2 separate regions of the Sus scrofa genome follow, and region 2 is linked to region 1. A link is a contact called in public HiChIP or PLAC-seq data. All regions are on one chromosome and are shown on one strand. Each heading gives the region's core, a stretch centred on a gene start, on an enhancer-like site or on the middle of the called end of the contact. The rest is flanking DNA. Distances are from core to core; before and after follow the strand shown.

Region 1 (3,234 bases), core at 378-2,877:
ATGCAAGTCTACTAAAACAATATTTGATATACATTGCTTTGAAATATCATCACTACTAATTATTGACAAGGTGTAAAACTTCCTTTATTCCTTGTCTGTAAAATAGAGATGATGCTACTACTACTTCCTTATGGATTGTGTGTGCATAGCTAGCGCCTTACACCTAGTAGGCAGTAAATGTTCCTTTCCGTCTTTCACTTGCTTCATTAATACTTACTCTAGAGGCAGATCTGAAAAAGAATGAATGTGTATGACTGAATCACTTTGTTGTAAAGCGGAAATGATCACAACATGGTAAACCAACTATACTTCAGTAAAACTTTAAAAAGTGAAAAAAACATTTCCTTTAGTACCAGGGAAAATAACCCAGCACTCTGTAGAAGAAATGCTGATACAGTGGCAAGTGTGCCTGTTCTTTTTTTTTTCTTTTTCCTTTTTTGGCCAGCGGCAAAGGCCTCTGTGGGTTAAAGGATCCACAAGGCCAGTTCCCTTAAACCACTGTGCCAGGCTGGGGGCTCGAACCTGTCTCCTGGTGCTCCAGAGACAGCACCAAGCCCCTTGCAACACAGTGGGAACTCCAGATGTGCCAGTTTTTAATTATCTTAGATGAAGTTGCAAGTAGTTCCAAATGTCTGTAGTTTTGCTGTTTACAATCTAAATAAAGCACCAAAATAGGTACATTTCTACCAATGTCAAATTGACCATACATTGTAAAAATCCTTTATAAAATTGATCAAAATTTTAAAAAAGACTTTTTAACTGGCATTTTAACACTGAACACAGGACATTCTTATGAGTGAGACACAGTGGTAGTACCGATCTTGGTATAAAAAAAGTGCAATAATATTAGGTTTAATTTTTTTAATTAAAGGGATTTCTTCACCCCATTTTCCCCAGTATACCTAATACCTTAAATTCGTGATGAGTTTGGTTCTTTTGGTCAACAACATCAGAGTTTCAGCTGTTGTCAAAATCAATTTCTATCTTGCTGGCAACTCTTGGAACAATCTGTATATAACAACAGTTCTTCCCCCAACACTGTATCTTTTTCCCACTAAACTCGGACTTGGGCTGTGGCAAAACGTTAACTACTGATAGTAAGGAAGCTCGATTTGTCCCCCCACACTAAGTGGGAGAGCTGAAAACAACACACCGCGTCACAGCCTCTTGACCTGTCAGTGATCCCCGCCGCCTTCCCAGGTGAGGAAACTGAGGCCGAGGGGAAGGAAAGGCCTGCCTGCAGTTCAGAGTCACCTCGTTCCTTCCCGAAATCACCCACCGTTTGACAGGAGCGCTGTCCCGTCCCGACGACCCTCAGGCTCCGAGGAGCACGAAAGGAACCCGTCCTCTTATCCCGTCGCCAGATTCCGGGGCTAAAAACAGGCGCCCCGTCCTCGCCCGGGTACAGGCAGGGGCATCGGGTGGGCCCAGGTCCTAAAAGTGCTCTTTTCCCGGGGCCCACCGCTGCCGCCCGCCGGTTCTCCCGGGAGGGGAGGCCATCACTCACCTGCGACTGGAGAGAACGCGATTCCTTTCTCGGCGTCGGCCCTCGGCACTCCGGTGTCAAGCGCGATGGCTGCCGCGGCCCGAACTCGCGTCAGCTCCTTCCGGGCCGGCGGGTGCTTCACTCCCGAAGGTTCTCGGGACTGCAGCGCCACGCGCCGAAGTTCCGCCTCCTGGCGGTTCCGCGGCCAATCCCACCGTGAGCGCGCCAAGACCTGGGGCGAGCTCCAGACCTCCAACTGAACGCGCTTCTGGGGCCGCGGGCCTAAACAGAGAAGGGAACACAGGTGCTTAGCTTGGGGAAATTATATGTGACATCCTTTTTTGAAAAACACATTTTTAAAGTACACTTGTTTCTTGAATTCAACAAGTAATTTACAAAATGTAACTGCGTGCCAGATAGTATGTTGGATGCTGGCTGTTGAGCTTTAAGCAAGACTGACTCCGCAGTTCTTTGCTAATGGATGCTGCCTTTCTTAAATGTATTCAGATGGGATTCCTTGGGTGCCTTGCATGAAAGTGTGATGACAGTGCTTCCAAGATTGCTCTCAACACTAGGATTCTAGGTGATGCGGACAGAACAGGAAGGGCTTTGGGGACCGAAGCAGAGTTTTCCGATAGATTGCCAACAAAGCCTATGATGGCTCTGCTAGATCTCCTCCTCTTTCCCCCCAGCCTCAGGAAACGCCTTACTCATGGGTCCTCCCTTCGTGCTTGTCATTCCTCTGCCAGAACGTCTTCCCCAGATTGCTCCTCTCCTTCCTGCTAACATCTACACACTCTTCCCATGTCAGCACAGGTCCCCATCTCTTATCAAAGCCTCCCTCTCAGGCTTGGTTAAGCCCTCCTTTACAGGCTTCCCAGCAACTGTACAATTTGCCATATCATTGAAGCTATGTTGCTTATAATTGTACAGTTAAATTTGTATGATTATTTATCTATAGCTTTCCCCAACAGATATTCTATCAAGGTTCCTTAGGTCAAGAACCACATCTGCCTTTTCCGCTCTTGAATCCATTTTCAGTGCCTGGCATACAATAGGTGCATAATATATATGAGCAAGTGGGAGTTCCCGTTGTGGCGCAGCAGAAATGAATCCGACTAATATCCATGAAGATGTGTGTCGGATCCCTGGCCTCATTCAGTGGGTCAGGGATTGTGGCATTGCCGTGAGCTGTGGTGTAGGTTGCAGACATGGCTCGAATCCCACGTCGCTGTGGCTGTGGTGTACACTGGCAGCTGCAGCTCCAATTTGACCCCTAACCTGGGAACTTCCATATGCCAGGGGTACGGCCCTAATAAAAAAGAAAAAAATGTATATGAGCACATGATTCATTCATAATATGAAGGACTCCTAGGTACATTTTTGTCCTCAAAGGGGTTAAAGAATTTCCCTAGAGTCCAGGATCTAAGTCGGAGGAGCCTGCTGTTCCAGTTCACATTCCCTCTATTCTTCTTTCCACTTACCTATCTTGTCTGGTTTAATAAATACTTTTACGTGGCCTGCAGCATTTCACCGGGCTCCTCAAAATTACTCCTCGGCTCTTTTCCTGCAATGCCTTCTTCCCTGATATTCCTGCCATTTTAGTCAGCCTTTAGATAAAAATCTAAATTATAATCCTGCTGGCTTCAGCAACAGATCGTAAAATGACTAGGAATGGGGGATGACAATAAGCAAGTCACAGTTTCTTTCCTCGAGGACCTCATAGTTTGGCAGAGAGAAGTGTTAGG
Region 2 (3,234 bases), core at 429-2,928, 210 kb after region 1:
GCGAAGCAAGACCTGAAAGACTGAGCTGGAGACTGCCTTTCTGACAGGGTCCACTACAGAGGATGTGCCCAGTCAGTCTTTGCTAGGACTTAAATCTGAGGACAGAGCATTCACAGCCCCTCTCGGTGGGTGTCACTCCGCCAGGGCCCTGAGTAGCATCCTGCTGCTGCTCTCAGGACAGATCTTAGATGCCACAGTTTCATACAGGGGTGTCAGGGAAGGAAACTGATGAGGGGGGTCTCTTGTTACTTCACAATTACCAGGTCATTTTTCAGTTTTCACTGTAATAAGCAAGTTTGTAAGGCATTTTTCATGCTCCTAAACTCCCAGTGTGAGGCATCAGGCAAAGGAAACCCAAATGTCTCAGACCCTCGAGACCAGTGACATTTGATTACGGTCTGTAGAAAGATTCCTCTGTTGTGTTTTCATCAAGTGGCCAAAAAGGGAAGAAGAGGGATTAGGTCATAAGTCCGTATTTCAGATTATTTTAGGTTAAAAAAAAAACTAGTTAAAAAGAAGTTACAAGTGAGTATACTGAAAACCACTGAATTGTACATTTTATTTATTTTTTAGGGCCGCACCTGTGGCACATGCGAGTTCCCAGGCTAGGGGTCCAGTAGGAGCTGTAACTCCCAGCCTACACCACAGCCACAGTACTGTGGGATCTGAGACCCATGTGTCACCTACACCACAGCTCACAGCAATCCCAGATCCTTCACCCGCTGGCCAGGAGAGGTCAGGGATCAAACCCGAGTCCTCATCCTCATGGATACCAGTTGGGTTAGTTACACCTGAGGCAGGAGAAGAACTCCCGAATTGTACATTTTAGAGGGTGAACCTTACGGCAAGTGATTTACATCGCAAGGAAAAAGGCAAAAAAAAAAAAAAAAAAAAAAAAAAGGAATGATAAGAGAATTAAGATACTAATACACATGTAAAAGAATACCTAGTTTGTAAAAAGAAAAAAGATATAAAAAAGTCTATCCACGTGTATCTCCGGCGTCTCTACCGTGCACTGTGCGCCTGCAGCCCTTTACAGAGCACCTTGAGCCTGACTTTCCCAAGTATTTCATCCGGACAGACAGATGGGCCAGTGTGCCCAGGATCTTGGCAACGAAATAGTGACAGAGCAGAGCTTACATTCGAACCTGCAGCTCCCTGACTTATAAGGGCCCGACCTGGATCACTAGGGTTCACTGCTCCCCAACTGCGAACAGAGTGGAGCGGTCCCCCAGAACCCCTTACCCCGCCCACCCCACAGCTCCTCTGCCCCTGCCTGCGCCATCCTCCTGCCCGCGCCATCTGTTCGCTCCATCGCCCAGAAGGAGCCCAGGGCAGTCAGGCCGTCAGCGAGGCTGCGACACCCCCAGCCCCAGACGCCGAAGACAGAGAACGTGCAGTGCACGCTCAGCGCCAGCCCGCCTGCCTCCCCGGCACAGGCAGGAAACGCGGCACCTGGGCACGACTCGAAAGGCCAGCGGAGCGGGGTCTGACAGCGCCCGGGGCTGCGGGGGCCTGCGGGGGCCTGCGGCCCCGCGCCCTCCCGGCTGCCGGCAGAGCTGCCGGCCATCGAAGCTTCCGGGGGCCTTCCGGGGCCGGACCGCGCCTGGGCCTGCGCGGCGGGGCCGGGCTGGGCGGGAGCTGCCCCCGCGGCTCCTGGCTCCGGGCCGGCCCGCGGAGCGGCGGCCGGGGCGGCGGGCAGGCAGCGCGCCGGGCAGCCCTGGGCCGGAGGCTATGGCGGCTGCGCTGGGGGTGCGCGGGGCGACGCGGGGCTGGTTCGCGGCGCTGCGGGGTCGACGCCAGAGCCTCGCAGCTATGGTGAGTGCGGAGAGCCCGCGGGGTCGCGGGAGGGCGAGGCGCCGCCGTGCCGGCCGAGGGGCGGAGGGACCCGAGCCGACCCCGAAGCGGGCCCGGCCTTCGGGCTCGGACTTTGGGGAGTCACATTCGGGTACCCGGCACGGTCGGAAGCGCTGGTCCGAGACATGGGTGGCCGCAGCATCTTAGTTTTCCTTTGGCTTAAAAATCCCGTCGTCGTCTACCAAATTGCCAACCGGAAAACAACCGAGGCCGACTTTCATTAGAAAAGAAAAAAGTAAACATGAAAAGCAGTTGCGAAAGTATTTCACCATTAGGGTTTCTTGATGAGACTCCAGTTGCCGTTCGGTCCTCTAGACTGTGCGCTCGGAGAGAGCGGGCGCCGTCTCGCTCTCGGCTCGCTCGCTGTAAACAGCGGGACTGAATGTGGAACGAATTCATTTCTCTTGGTGTTAATTTTTTTTAAAGGAATTACTATTGAATTACCTTTTTGGTGGCACATTGCCTCTTAATTCCTTTTCTGAGGGGCATCCTGTCAGTTTCCCTGCTTTGGAAATTAACAGATTGGGGGGTAAATTAACTGGAGGGAAAGTTTTAACTTGCAGCACCACCTAGTGGGAAAAAGTTGCGTGAAACTCACCTTTTCATTTTCTTTAATTGCTTGTGGGGGCCCATTTGGCAGTTTGAAATCCTTTAATAGAAGAAATTAAAAATAACTCGATGATGGGAAAGATGGGCACTCTGCTTCTTGGCCACTAAGGCGAGGACGCAGGTGGAGTGCTCACTGTCACCTAGGCGTGTCCCAAGGCATGCCTCTACCTAGGGTGCTTGGTGATCCAGTAAAACTGTGGGGTTTGGAGAGGAATGAATAAACGGACGGGATTGGAGTGGTTGCCACGTGCCGGGCTCTCTGTTGGGTGCCTTCACACTCAAGAGCTCTTTTAAGCCTTTCAGGAATTTTGGCAGGTGGCTGTGGTAATATCCCCACTGTAGAGCGCTGCTCATCAGAGAGGCGAAGTGATTTATTCAGCACCCACAGCTGGAAGTAACAAAGCTAGATTTCGAATCAAGATGACTCTCCAGGAGTTCCAGTTTGGCTCAAAGGAAACGAATCTGACTAGTATCCACGAGGAGGCAGGTGGGATCCCTCACCTCCTCAGTGGGTAAGGATCTGGCTTTGCTGTGAACTGTGGTGTAGGTCAAAGACGTGGCTCGGATCTGGCATTGCTGTGGCTGTGGTGTAGGCTGGCGGCTATAGCTCCCATTTGACCCCTAGCCTGGGAACCTCCATATGCCTTGGGTGCGGCCCTTAAAAAAAAAAAAAAAGAAAAGAAAAAGATTACTCTTCAGATCCTGTGCTTTCTCCATCCCTCCCAAAGGGGGAAAAAAAATTCAAGTCCACCGCAAAGGGTTCTACAG

Evidence for each region. HiChIP or PLAC-seq counts read pairs in DNA pulled down with a chosen protein or histone mark.
Region 2: an H3K27ac HiChIP or PLAC-seq map of alveolar macrophages shows a contact between it and region 1. The contact joins the promoter of PCBD2 here to the promoter of SAR1B in region 1. A contact is called at or near these places in 1 of 5 promoter capture datasets (fetal liver), 1 of 47 Hi-C or Micro-C datasets (heart right ventricle) and 1 of 2 datasets of contacts at active chromatin or transcription factors (alveolar macrophages).

The regions. Positions count from the first base shown.
Region 1 is chr2:136,872,621-136,875,854 of Sscrofa11.1, forward strand. SAR1B (secretion associated Ras related GTPase 1B) reads right to left here and starts at 1,628. Exons shown (of 7, transcript NM_001008689.2): 1 at 1,508-1,628. It also overlaps a transcript of SEC24A not described here.
Region 2 is chr2:137,081,242-137,084,475 of Sscrofa11.1, forward strand. It overlaps PCBD2 (pterin-4-alpha-carbinolamine dehydratase 2), which reads left to right and starts at 1,679. Exons shown (of 4, transcript XM_021084778.1): 1 at 1,679-1,818. The coding sequence starts at 1,735.